3 separate regions of the Rattus norvegicus genome follow, and regions 1 and 3 are each linked to region 2. Evidence: chromatin contacts called from public Hi-C data. All regions are on one chromosome and are shown on one strand. Each heading gives the region's core, a stretch centred on a gene start, on an enhancer-like site or on the middle of the called end of the contact. The rest is flanking DNA. Distances are from core to core; before and after follow the strand shown. Region 1 has its middle 440 kb from the start of Trnav-aac35. Region 2 has its middle 48 kb from the start of Sox6. Region 3 overlaps Sox6 (SRY-box transcription factor 6).

Evidence for each region. Hi-C and Micro-C count contacts between places; a contact is called where the count stands out from the background.
Region 1: a Hi-C map of liver shows a contact between it and region 2, with 4 times the contacts expected there. The contact joins two enhancer-like sites. A contact is called at or near these places in 2 of 12 Hi-C or Micro-C datasets (kidney and liver) and 1 of 1 datasets of contacts at active chromatin or transcription factors (oligodendrocytes).
Region 3: a Hi-C map of Schwann cells shows a contact between it and region 2, with 5 times the contacts expected there. The contact joins two enhancer-like sites. A contact is called at or near these places in 4 of 12 Hi-C or Micro-C datasets (the A7r5 cell line, Schwann cells, kidney and 1 more) and 1 of 1 datasets of contacts at active chromatin or transcription factors (oligodendrocytes).

The regions. Positions count from the first base shown.
Region 1 is chr1:178,950,884-178,955,250 of GRCr8, forward strand. No RefSeq gene overlaps it. Among named protein-coding and RNA genes, the nearest start is that of Trnav-aac35, 440 kb to the right of the region's middle. Within about 2 kb of position 2,623, at least 2 of the 93 cell types and tissues checked have an H3K27ac peak or open chromatin away from gene starts, as enhancers often do. A contact at or near this core is called in liver, where this site is marked.
Region 2 is chr1:179,711,270-179,715,012 of GRCr8, forward strand. It overlaps a transcript of Sox6 not described here. Among named protein-coding and RNA genes, the nearest start is that of Sox6, 48 kb to the left of the region's middle. Within about 2 kb of position 1,547, at least 17 of the 93 cell types and tissues checked have an H3K27ac peak or open chromatin away from gene starts, as enhancers often do. A contact at or near this core is called in liver, where this site is marked.
Region 3 is chr1:179,182,227-179,186,520 of GRCr8, forward strand. The region is part of intron 13 of Sox6 (SRY-box transcription factor 6); the gene reads right to left. Among named protein-coding and RNA genes, the nearest start is that of Trnav-aac35, 210 kb to the right of the region's middle. Within about 2 kb of position 2,070, at least 3 of the 93 cell types and tissues checked have an H3K27ac peak or open chromatin away from gene starts, as enhancers often do.

The DNA.
Region 1 (4,367 bases), core at 1,373-3,872, 760 kb before region 2:
TCATCTCTCCCTGTAGTCTTTCAACAGAAAGAGCTATCCATCCTCCACCTAGACCTCACAACTATGAGGTAGGGATCAGTCTCTTTCACTCTTGAGCTCTGGCTAGTAAAAATACTTTGTTGTTGTGATTGTTGTTTTGTTTTTTGTTTTTGCTTAAACAGGGGCTCACGTATCCAAGCTCGGGCTCACTGGCTGAGGATGCTGTGAGCTCCTGATACTTCTGCCTTCACCCCAAGTGCTGGAATTACAGATGTGCACCACCAAACCTGGTTCATGCAGTGCTAGGAAACAAATACAGGGATTCATGCATGCTTGACAAGCATGCTAGTCATTGAGCTGTAGCCCGGTAACAGTACTATTATATGTGATAGGGTACAATTCTATGCAACATCTACCTATTGTCCTCTCTCTCTCTCTCTCTCTCTCTCTCTCTCTCTCTCTCTCCCCTCTCTCTCTCTCTCTCTCTCTCTCTCTCTCTCCTTGTGAAGCAGATAATGAAACACTGGTTTTATAAGGTACTCCACTGGCTATATAAAATGAAAACAAGAGTAAGGAAGCTTCCATTTCTGCAGTCAGTGAGAAATATAAGACACAAAAGCCAATACTTTTGGCCTCACCTGATGGCCACTGAAACAAAGATAGGAAGGACCCAGGACAGAGCCATTTTCATAGGAGGGGAAGCCAGCACCCAAGACCCCGAAGAACAGGAATAGCATGAAATCTTGCTTTCTTAGGGTAGTCTTGGATCACTTTTGGAAATGGGTAGTAGCAGAAGTCATAGAGTATGTTCAGGACCTCCAGTCTAAGGAGACTCTAGGATTCATGAACACTCACACATTCAGAGTAAAGGAGTGATTTCCCTATTCCAGACCGAACTGCTCCAGAGTGCGTAGGGATGGACAGACTCACACACTCTTCCTCTTCTTTTTCCTTCTCTTCCTTTTCTGATTGTCTCAATGAGACAGCCAAAGGGACCCTTCTCAGGTGTTAGGTGACACTTCTGCTCATTCTAATACCCCCTGGAAAGTGAAGAGAAACCAGAAAGAAAGTTAAACTACTCCGAGGCCAGGAAAACCTGAATCATCTTGCCTTTGTGACATGTCCTTATGTCTTCTTTTGCTATTATAATAACATCATACTGGAATAGCAAGTTATAAAGAAAAAGGTTTGCTTTGGTTTGTGAATCCAAATTTGATAGAATTTTGGCAGAGTTCCAAGGTGTCACAGTATATCACATGGCAAAAACTAGTGAATACATATGCATTTATCCATACTCTCTGAATTCCCTTCCCCCTCCCATGTGTGTGTGTGTGTGTCTGTCTGTCTGTCTGTCTGAATAGCTGAATAGCTGACTTTCTGTCTGTCAGTCTCTTTAGTGTTCAATCTCCTTAACTTTAAAATCTGAGAACTAATTCTAACTGAAAACAGAAACAAGCAAATAAAACATTATATAAGCCAACAAGCAGTATGCTTAGCCCAGTTATTTCCATGGGCTACCACTGAAGTCTTTGGATGGTCATTACCAGGACATATGATGCCTCTGTTAAAAAAAAAAATCTTACTTCTAAGCAAATGTACTCTCTATGGTTTAAAGATCAGGTAATTCAGGTTTCAATGCCCCCATTTCCTGTTTACTGAAACTTTGTACAATATCCAAACTACTCAACCAATTTACTCCATGCCTCTCTGCGTCATGTTGACACCAACTACCACCAATCCCTATCACTGGTCCTAGTTCACACAGGGCCCTGGACCCTCTGCTTTTTTTTTTTTTTTTTTTTGCAATCATAGAATTACTTACCCACTGGCTGTCTTTCCAACTGGGTTATATGTTAGAGAAGGGTGTCATCTGTCCTGGCTGAGAAGCAGAGTCAGGCACACAGAAGGAATCTGACAAATACTGATGCTATAACCAGTACCACTATGAGCTGGCTCCTTCTAGACTTGAGATCATCCCAAACCTGAAGTCGTTTTAGTCCATTGTCTGGGCTTTCTGATCATCTTGACACTAACATGTTCCCTTCTCCAGACTGTTTCACCCAGGCCCTGGGCTCCTTGCCATCCTAGTTAGCACCTTTGGGACTCAGTTTAGCTCATCAGTGGTGTTTGCAAATGCTTTGACTCTTCAATGTGCAACACCAGCTGGCAGAGGAATAGAAGAAGCTCAGGCTTGTGTTCTCAGGTATGTGGCATGTGGTACTTTCCCCAAGGCAGAAACAGCCATCAGATTAACATTTGCACCAATTCACTGGAAGAAGAAATGAGGACTCTTGGAGATGAAATCAGGTATCTAACCAAAGCCCAATTGCATACTCTAAGGGACTGGGACTCCAACTTCGATTGTTCTGCCTCCCTGAAGCCACGATCTTTCCACTGTGGCAGGTCTCTGTGTTCCATCAAATTAGACTACATGCCAAGTCAAGGACCATCCGGGGTACAGATATCTCAAGCATGAGTGAGCTGGGAGTTTGGAGGCAGGAGAGGTCAGAGGCAGGAGTTAGATCCGCTGAGAACCCAGCACCAGGCACTTGGCTGAAAACCAAGCATCAGCGTAGCAAAGGAGAAAATGGCTTAGCTGGGGACAGCTGAAAGGATGTTTACCAGGACAACCCAGAGGAGATTAAATTAAACCCTGTTCACTCGCTGGGCCCCTGAGCCTGCACTGCTGTTTACTGCTGGAGCAGTGAAAAGCCAAATAGAAACTTGTTTTTCCTCTTTTCCTGGTAATAGCTTTTGGCATTCATCTCAGGACAAAGAGAAAAGGTTACTGACCTGGGCCAACTACTATCTCACTCCATCTTCTAAATAAAAGACACAACCCCCAAATGAGGGCAGCGGAAGACAGAACTTCTTAACTTTTAAATCTCAGAGACTTTGGTGGGGTCACTGATAACCAGATGGATTATTCATTCGAGTTTGGTGTGATCTTCAGAATTCTGTCTTGTTATGAAGGACACGTCAAAGTAGCTGGAAAAGATGAACAAGGCCAGTTGTCCATTAACAAAATCGTCAAGCCTCAGCTGGAAAAAAAAATAATCGAGCTAATGTTTGCAGAGCCCAAGAACATATTATCTGATGATTCTAGTCTTATTTTAATCTTTGAAATTTACAATTAAGACAGGCACTTTAAAAAGAATTAAAGAAAATACTATAAAAGCAGAATTTTAAAGTCACAGAGACAGTTTCCCTCTGGTTGTCTTGTGCAAATGTTCTGTGTTTGTTTGCATTTCTGTCTCATCTTTTCAAGCTTCTGGGTATAACCAGGTCAGAGTGACCCTAATGATTATCTGACTCTGAGTACTTCTGATGATATTATGTCAGGAACTTTGAAACTATGATCTCGGGTTGGAGAGGGAGTTCAGTGATTTAGAGCACTTTTGCTCTTACAGAGGATCTGGGTTCAATTCCAGGCACTCGTGGTGGCTCACAGCCATCTATAACTACAGTTGCTAGCATTTTGATGCCTTCTTCTGGCTTCTCGGGGCAGTAGCAATGCACTTGGTACACCTATATATATATGCAGACAAATTGTTCACACATATAAAATAAAATAAATATAAACAAACAAGAAAAAAAACAATATAGCAGCTAGCACCATAGGAAACTAATGCAGTTCAATTGTTCATTGACTGGGACATTCAAGTTGATTTTTGTTAAGGAGTTCGGTAGCTATTATTAATGTATTGCTAGTAAATTAATTACTGTTCAAATGCAGCTCTTAAATCCAAAAGCATTGAATGCAAAAGGCCTTATTTTGTAGGAAACTCTATGTTATAAAGTATACTGATTAAGTAAGAATTAAATATTTGATTCTTAGCATTAGCAGAGAATGTTAAAATCAGCTAACTCAAATTCTAATTGATAACTGTCTCCTTTATCAGTTGTGGGAAAAATCTCTGTGCATGGCAGCAGCCACAACTGCCTAGAGCAACTAAGATACTTTCTATCAGCAACTTCCCGATATAAGAAAAAATGAGATTCTTCCTTTCCTATCCGAGTGTCACTCTTCTCTCATTCTGAGAGAGCAATTATGAAGTCACTTAATTTGTATCTAATCATTTAATAAATATTTATTGAGGGCTTCCCTCATGTCAAACACTTCCTTAGGCACTGGAATGGAGTGAAGAACCCCACATACACCTCAGCCTCCCCAGAGGGAGATCCCTAATCTTTCAGGATTCCAATGTAGGTATGTTTTGGAAAGTAAAAGATGTGTGTGGGTATCTTACACAGACTGCAAAGAAAGGAAAGCCAACTCAAAGATAGGACCCCCAGAGCTGAGACAGTTGACTCAGTCACTCAAACTCTGTGGAGGATACGTTAAGCAGGAGAAAGCATCCAGAGACTAGGGGCAGAGGAGATCAGAC
Region 2 (3,743 bases), core at 297-2,796:
GAATCTGAGCAACATCCAGTTGAGAAAAGCACAGCCACAGTGACAGGAGCAACAGAGCACCGTCACAAAGAAGGTAAGGAAAGTGGTAAAAATACATGAACTTCTGTTTTCAAAAAACAATAAAGATAAATAAAAAGTAAGTTTTATAAACATGCCTTTCCTAGCTTAGGAAAGTTCATTTCCCAATGTGCTTTTGCTGTCAAAGGTGCAAAGCCAAGGCGAGGGAGTGCGTGGCTGGAATCTGCATGCTGATAAGAGAAGGGTGATGTACTTACAGTGACAGAGGGCAGGCTGCGGGAGAAAAGCTGTTTGTGTTAGCCTGCGAGTTACCCAGGGCTGCAGTGAGAGCCGAAGGGAGGAGGCGTGGGAGTGCCCGTCTGCGTACACCTTCACCGCGTCTCATTACATCTGCCAGCCTCTCTCTCCCTCTCTCTTTCATTTCCACATTCCCTTTGTTCCTGAAAAAAAATCTACACGTCACATCAGAGTCCCCAGATGCAGTCTACACCAAAGAAAAAAATGAATAATTCAATCAAACTGTGCATAGTCTCTAAGGCAATAAATCTATCGCACTTAAAGAAACGAAGGGTAATTACTACCATAGAATTAGAATAAGGCCAAAGACCAGAGATGTCGCTGAGTCTCTGGATAAACTCCACAGTCAAATAAAGTTTCATTTATTTAATCCTTTTTACATCTCGAACGGAAAGTCAGACAAAAAAATTTAAACTTATTTTAGAGCTATTCGCGTCTTTTGAAACACAGTCTAGAGAGTGGGGGAGGGTATTGGAGGGTCTACCTTGTTCAAAAGCTCCCAAAGACATCAGCTGAGCGCCAAGCACAGACACCAACCAAGACAATGCGTGCCGGTGGAGCCTGTCCAGAGCCCATTTCTCCCACTCCACCCTCCTCCACTCCCCTCTCTACAGCAGAGCGCCCTCCGCTTGCCCACCACTGTGACTCGACAGGAGGGCAGCTGTAATCTGAGAGCCTTACCTGCGGCAGTGCGAAGACCCAAAAGAAACCGTCTTTCGCTGCCACCAACACCCCGTGCCATTCCTACGCACCCCTCCAAAGTCCTGTAACCATCTAGATCTTCCATCTGCCTACGAGAAACTGTATACCGGATTTCCCCCCACCCCCCCAGGACTGAATGGAAGCGCTATACGGAACTGACTTCTGGATATGCCCTGGGTTGAGTTAAAGCGATGTCTGGAAAGGAAAAGAAGGGGAGGAAAAAAGGAGGGGGCAACTCAAGCCCTATCCAAGTTAGTCAGAAGGCGGTGTTAGGCGGGAAGCGCCTACGGGAGAAACAGCTGGGCTGCACACTGGCCGTGAAGATCGCAGTTCTAGGAACCGTGTCCTTCGTCCCAGAGGTAAGACTGTATGACTGTCGCATGCTTATTCTTTCACTGTCTCTCTTCCCCGCCCACAACTATCCCTACCCCTAGGGTCGGCCTGCGCGCACCCTAGAGGACTCCAGCGCAGCAAAGAGCTGTATTTTCCAGAGCCACTCATAAATCGTGGTGTCACTGAACAGAGATCTGCAAACCTGCTGTTTGTGGCAGTCCCGCCAGTTGCTCACTGACCCAGGGTACTCGGGACACATAGTGGGCGGGAGCCCCGGCCAGCGGGCCAGCCGGGTCGCGGGAGCCTGCAGGCTCAGGTGATTCCAGGAAACCTCCAGCGTCCCAAACGGGTTGGGGCTAGAGTTTCCATCCTAGAAGCGCTTCTGCCTGCTTCGGCGGATACACAGACGCGCGCGCGAGCGTGTACACACACACACACACACACACACACACACACACACACACACACAGAGTCACTAAGTCAGTCACGCACGAACGCACGGCTGACATTCCGGCCCAACGACCCGTCTACAAGGGCCCCCTTAACAGTCAATTCAGCTCTCTGAGGAGCAGCTGGGAAACTGGGATTCGTGGATGAGGCCACGGGTGCCAACCGCCAGTGCAGTCTTTGTTTACGTGCCTCGGTCGCCACCTTGAGGTGGAGCGCAAGAGTGCGCTGGGCTCAGAGCCACCAAGATCCATCAAGCAGATGGAGCTGGCAGCCAGGACAACCTCTGGGACAGAAAAAAAGAAAAAGTCCACGAAGGTCCCCCTGGAGCAGAGGAGTCCGGGAAGCCGTACTACTGGGAAACCCGAGTCAGGAGATGGCAGAGAGACACCTGCTAGTGCCAGTACCCGGTGCGCTGCGTTCTCTCACTAGACTACAAACCTGGGATTAGAGAACAGATCCAAGATAGAACTTTTATCACTAACTACCCAGGCAGAGAATGGGTAGTTAGCTTGAGAAAGACACGTCCTCAGCTCCTATAAGACGGAGAACATGGCTCCTGGCCGACTCGGCCTCTCTTGGGTTCCTTTGCTTTGCTCTTCAACGGGAGACAAAGGTACTTAGAGATGCCATAAGCAGAGGTCTCAAGATGAGAACCCAGAACAGGGGCGGAACGTTGAGGCAGCATAGTTGTCTGCTGTGAAAGCTGAGTCCCATTTCCCGAAAACTTAGGGCTTCCAGGCACCTTAAGAATAGGTTTGGTAAAACAATGGTGTGCTGTTAATTGCTTCACCTGCTTTCATTTCTGAAGCCCATTTTCACTCACTGCTCTGCAGATATATTTGCTGTGGATATTCAGCCCTCTTGCTGAATCTTGCCCCAACCTACTGCAGTCGCTCTTTGTTATTCCTGGACAAGTGGCTTCAAGGCTTGGAGGCATCTTACAAAGCCATCCCAAAGGTCCTCCTCAGAGAGCTGCCCTGAGAACACCTCTGAGATTTTTCACTGCTGCTTGGGTACATAAATGTTATTTAAATATGATGCTTTACAAAAGAAGAATTGTTTAAGAAAAAGGACACTTGGGACCTATTTTGAGTTATATGAAAGCTTAAACCAGGTCTGGCTGACACCAGCTGCGGCCTCCAGTATTTGGCCAGCAATAAATAAATAAAAGGAAATTTGTAAATAGGTCCACAGCAATATTATGCTAACGGCCAAAAGGAAATGTTTTCTCTGAAAAGAGTAGCAACAAGCCTCTAAGCCAGACCACTCTCCTGATTCATGCTACAGCCCAGCAAATCAACGGTGCCTTTACTCATGTGGAAAGCTGAGTGTTATTGAATATAGTACTGAAGTTTCCCAGGGAATCCCAATTATAGAAACACCTGTGCTAAGTAATGTTATTCTAATCCACTATGAAAATCGTAAGTATGTAATAGCCCTCAAATCATCTCATTTCTTAGTCACAGTGGGGTGGGCCAACTTCATGGAAGAACATTAGACTTGTACAATGCCCCCGAGCCCTAACTCAAAGGAAGCTTGGCTTTGCTATACATAATACTGGCCATTCACTTCATCTTAAATGAGATGGGCATACATTGAAGCCAACATAACTGGCAGAGACCAAGCTTAGGTAGACATATCAAAAAAAAAAAACTGGAAAACACATTGAATGTGCAGTCAGAGACCAATTCCATAATTTTTAAACAAAAATCCTTGCAGTACAAGCTGACATTATTCAATGGCATACTTCCCATGACTATAAATGGAATATAAATGGGAAAATGTATGAAATTACACCATCATAAATAAAGAATATGGTAAGAAACCATTGTAACCCTTTACTACCACTCCAAAGTCTATATAAATCAACTACACTTTAAAACCATCAAGCTAACCTTTCTGAAATGCTCTGTGAAAGAACACATCAGGATTACAGCTGCGAT
Region 3 (4,294 bases), core at 820-3,319, 530 kb before region 2:
ATTTTAGTTCAGAGATTTTTATTTTCAGAAAGAAAACTTATGAAATAGAAGAGTACTACAGTAAAGATACTTTTTATAAAGCAAAGACTTAGTAATTTGAAAAAAATCAATAAAATTGGCATACCTATTTCAGACTAATCAACAAACAGAAAAAACAAGAACATCAATATTTACATTGAATGGGGGGATTTCACTGTGGATCCTGTTCACATTAAAAAGACAACAAAGGGATATTCTCAATGACTGGATTTTAATCAATCTAACAACTTAGAGGAAATGAGCAAACTCCTTAAAAGACAACTACTAAAACGTACTTAAGTAGAAAGCATGAATTCTCTGATAACTGAGGAAGAAATTTTAATTCATAAGTCAGACACCTCCCCAAGAAATCTATTTTTTTCTAGTGAAATAGATTCATAAAGTAAGATGATGATGATGACGATGACAATGATGATGACAATGACTGCAAACACAGAACAAAGGAAGAAGGACATTTGCCAATAAGCAAGTCAATTCACTTTGAGTTGAGTTTTAAACCTCAGGAATGTAAGATTAATTTAAAACTTAAAACTCAAACAATATACTGCCCTTGATCAATACAGAATCAGAAACTGGCACTGATAAAAAACAATATTCCTTCATGATAAAGGGACTCAAGAAGGCAGAGTAACAGAGAGTGTTCTTGTTCTGTTCAGTGCATTAGAAATTTTACAGCTAGGGTCACACTGAACAGTCACTCTTCACTGTGATCAGTCAACACGAAACAGAAGCACACAGATAGCGTACATGCTACTATCTGTTCACAGGTAGTACCATTTGTGTAAGAAAAAATACAAGGCATCTACAAAATCAATGACTAGAATAAGTGAAAACTCAGCATTGTGATATTAAATAACACAGAAATTAAACGTATCTATGCATTGGCAGTCAACAATCAAAATCATTAGGAAAGGGTTTGACCAGGTCTAGTGGCACATGCCTTTAGTCCCAGAATTTAGGAGATAAAGGAAAGTGTGTGGACTTCTGAGAACCCGAGAATAACCTGCTCTACATTGTAAGTTCCAGGCTAGCTACAGCTACACAGTGAGACCCTGATTCAAAAACAAACAAATAACCTTTTGTATGAATAACAATTATCAGACAATAAAATACTAAATTCAACCAAAGAGTGTTTGAGACATCTACACCGAAAGCCACGCACTTATCTTATTAGAAACCCTAAGTAAATCAAAATGTACCATTTATGAAGCAAAAAGTCAACACTATTAACTTATCAGTACTTCCCAAATTTATTTATTCCTCAAAGAGTTTCTTGTAGATATTGACATGAGATTTCTAAGCCCATATAAAAAGTAGAGAAGGAGCAATGCAGGCTTGAGCAAAATTAGAAGACCCGACGGTCTTTCACCAACTAGGTAGGACTAAGCCAGGGAATAAACACACTGAAAAGAGTGACCTTTGACTTCTCATCCCACACTCAACAATTAATTCAAGATGAGATATGACTTGCAATCAAAAGTAACATTATAACACTCCATACAAAATAAAGAGCAACAAACACTTTAGAGTGACTTCAGAGTTTTGAGAGTCTTGAGATGCTGTATACTGCTCTCAGCTCATAAGAAAAATAACAAATTCAACTGCATCAAAATAAAGGGGCCGTTCATCAGGAGTCATTGTTGAAAACGGGCCAGCTATGGGTGACTGCCTATAACCCTGGCACTCACAGGAGGCTGTGCAAGGAGGATCATCAAGAATGCCAGGCCTGCAGAAGCTACATACTGAGTTCCATGTCAGCCTGGGCAACAGACTGAGACACTGTCTCAGAGCACACAAAATAAACAAATACCCAAATGTAAGAACAGGCTGGGGAAAGATTCAGTGCATGTATTTGGTAAGACTTTCAATCTAGAATAGATAAATAACAGCTATAGAAACCACAAAGCTATAAGACTCATCTTGCTCTCTCCTTCACAGCAGACACCCTGACCAGCACCTCACCCTCTCCTGCCATGCTTTCTCTGTCACCCGAACCCTCCGACTCTGAGGAGAAATCAGCCTTTCATGCCTTAAAAACAGATGGATAAAAGTAAGCGTGTGCTTTTTAGAAGGGGAAACGGGGGGGGGGGAGGGTTGTAAAAGAAGAGATAGCAATGGAGGCAAGGAAAGCCGCTCTCATAGTTAATTACAAGGAGAGTGCAAATCAAAACCACACTGAGACCTCAGGTCACATTTGTCTCAAGGGCACAACAACATGCTTGCCATGTTGTTGGCAAGCATGGGCCAACCAGCAGAAATGTGGGACAGTGAATAATTTCCTGGCAGTTTAGCCTATAAGACAGCAGTCTCACTCCAAGTGCCTCTCTAAAATAAATGAAAATGTCTGTGTAAAAATAGAAGGATATAAGAACACCATCATAGTTCTAGTAATAATAGACAAAACTTGAAATAATTGGAAAATGAGTAAAGTATGAATACTATAGGATACTCCCCAAAGAAAAATGTTTTAAAATCTGCTTAACTAAAAAAAAAGCAATACAATTTAAAAATGAAAAGCCAACCAACTTAGCCAATGACTTTTTCTGAACATCTTTTTCAAGAGCCCTGAGAAATGTGTGGTATTCTCAGATCATAATTAACTCAACAATGGTGTTGGTCAAAAAAACCCAAAAACCAAAATAACAAACAAACAAACAAACAATCATGGGAAGGCAGAATGAGCTCTCATTGGTTGCTTTTGAGTACGGGGGGGCAGCACTTGCAGTAGGTGGCTCCAGAGAACAGTACATAATCGCAGCATTTCAGATTGCTTCGTCATCACTAAAATGATTGTTTCTCTTTGTAGGACTTAACAGTTATCTGATGCATGTGATAGCCTCTTATGTAGTTAGTAGGGATAATAAAAACAAGCACACTAGAAGTAAAAATATAGATGATCAAAATTTTGGTGGGAGAGGGGACATGAGAAAGGAATTCTCGGAGGAACATGGAATATCAGGAAAGAGGAATTTAAAATCACATTCAGTTTGTTCACCGCTCTCATCTTACCAAATCCAAATGGCTGTGGTAGAGATTCAGCTCATTACTGTGGAATTAGCTATGTCCAATCAGGGGAGCCCTTTGCTAGCTTCTGTCTTGCTTATGGTCAGAATGCTAACTTACTTTCATTACAAGCATACTGACTAAAATTAAAATTTGATATTTCTTCTTGTTTAAAACAAAAGAAAGGAAGTAAGGGAGGAAAAGGAGCTAACTGTCCTGTGGTCAACTTAGTAGGAAACATATTCTGTGTCTAAGAAAGCCTCCATCGTGAGGGAAACAACATGTTCCTCATGTCTGAGACATAGACGGCCAGGCCTGCAGGGCATGGCTTTTCCCTGCCTCTTTTATAAACTGTCAGCTGGATGTGTTTGTTTGTTTACTCTGGCAGTGCTGGAAACTGACTGAGCGCCTTGCACAGGCTAGACAAGTGCTTCACCACTGAGCTGAAGGGCAAGCAGGCCCTAGCAAGGCAGACTAGCAATACTGGGGAAGAGACTTGAGGAAGGCACATATGGTGGATATATGATTGGCTCTTCTGAGCTAAAGATTGGCGGAAATCTAAGAATCAACAGTGTAGAAGAGAAGGATGGGGTGCCTGTGGTCATTTGCCTAAGGCATTTAATTCTTCACTTGCCAATGTAGGAAAGGCCATAGATACATTTTCATGTCCTCATTTTCATCCCTGGGCTCTGCAAGTCCACTATAACAAATACCCTTCATTTCCTTCATCTATAGCCTTTGTCTAAACCAAGAAACTTAGTGGCTAAACTACAAAGGTAGATGGGTAGTCATAGGTAGTATACAAACAAATAAATGTTTCACTCGATATTCTGGAAACAGTTAATTAGTTGCCATTCCCAAATGATCTTTTGGGAAGCAACTTAACTTTTTGATAGACGAAGCCAGAGGTCATATTCCAAGAAAGCACACCAGGTGTGCTATGTAATTGTGCACAAAACAATATCTATGAAGTGCTTTCACTAAATACATGGTCTCAGTCCTCCTCACAGTACTCTGAAATGGGTATGAAGGTAGCCCTTCCGACCAAGGCTTACAGACTCTGTGAACACTGTACTAACCTGTCTCCGTCATACTATCAAGGAGCAGAGGCACACTTAGAACTCGGGTCTGCCAACTTTCAGTCGATCACAATTCCTCTAGCCCGTTCTCATTCACCAGAATGAAGGCTTCTTTCTCACTGCAGGAATGCTCTTCCTTGCGCAGCTTAGCATATCCAAGAAGCCTGTTGCAA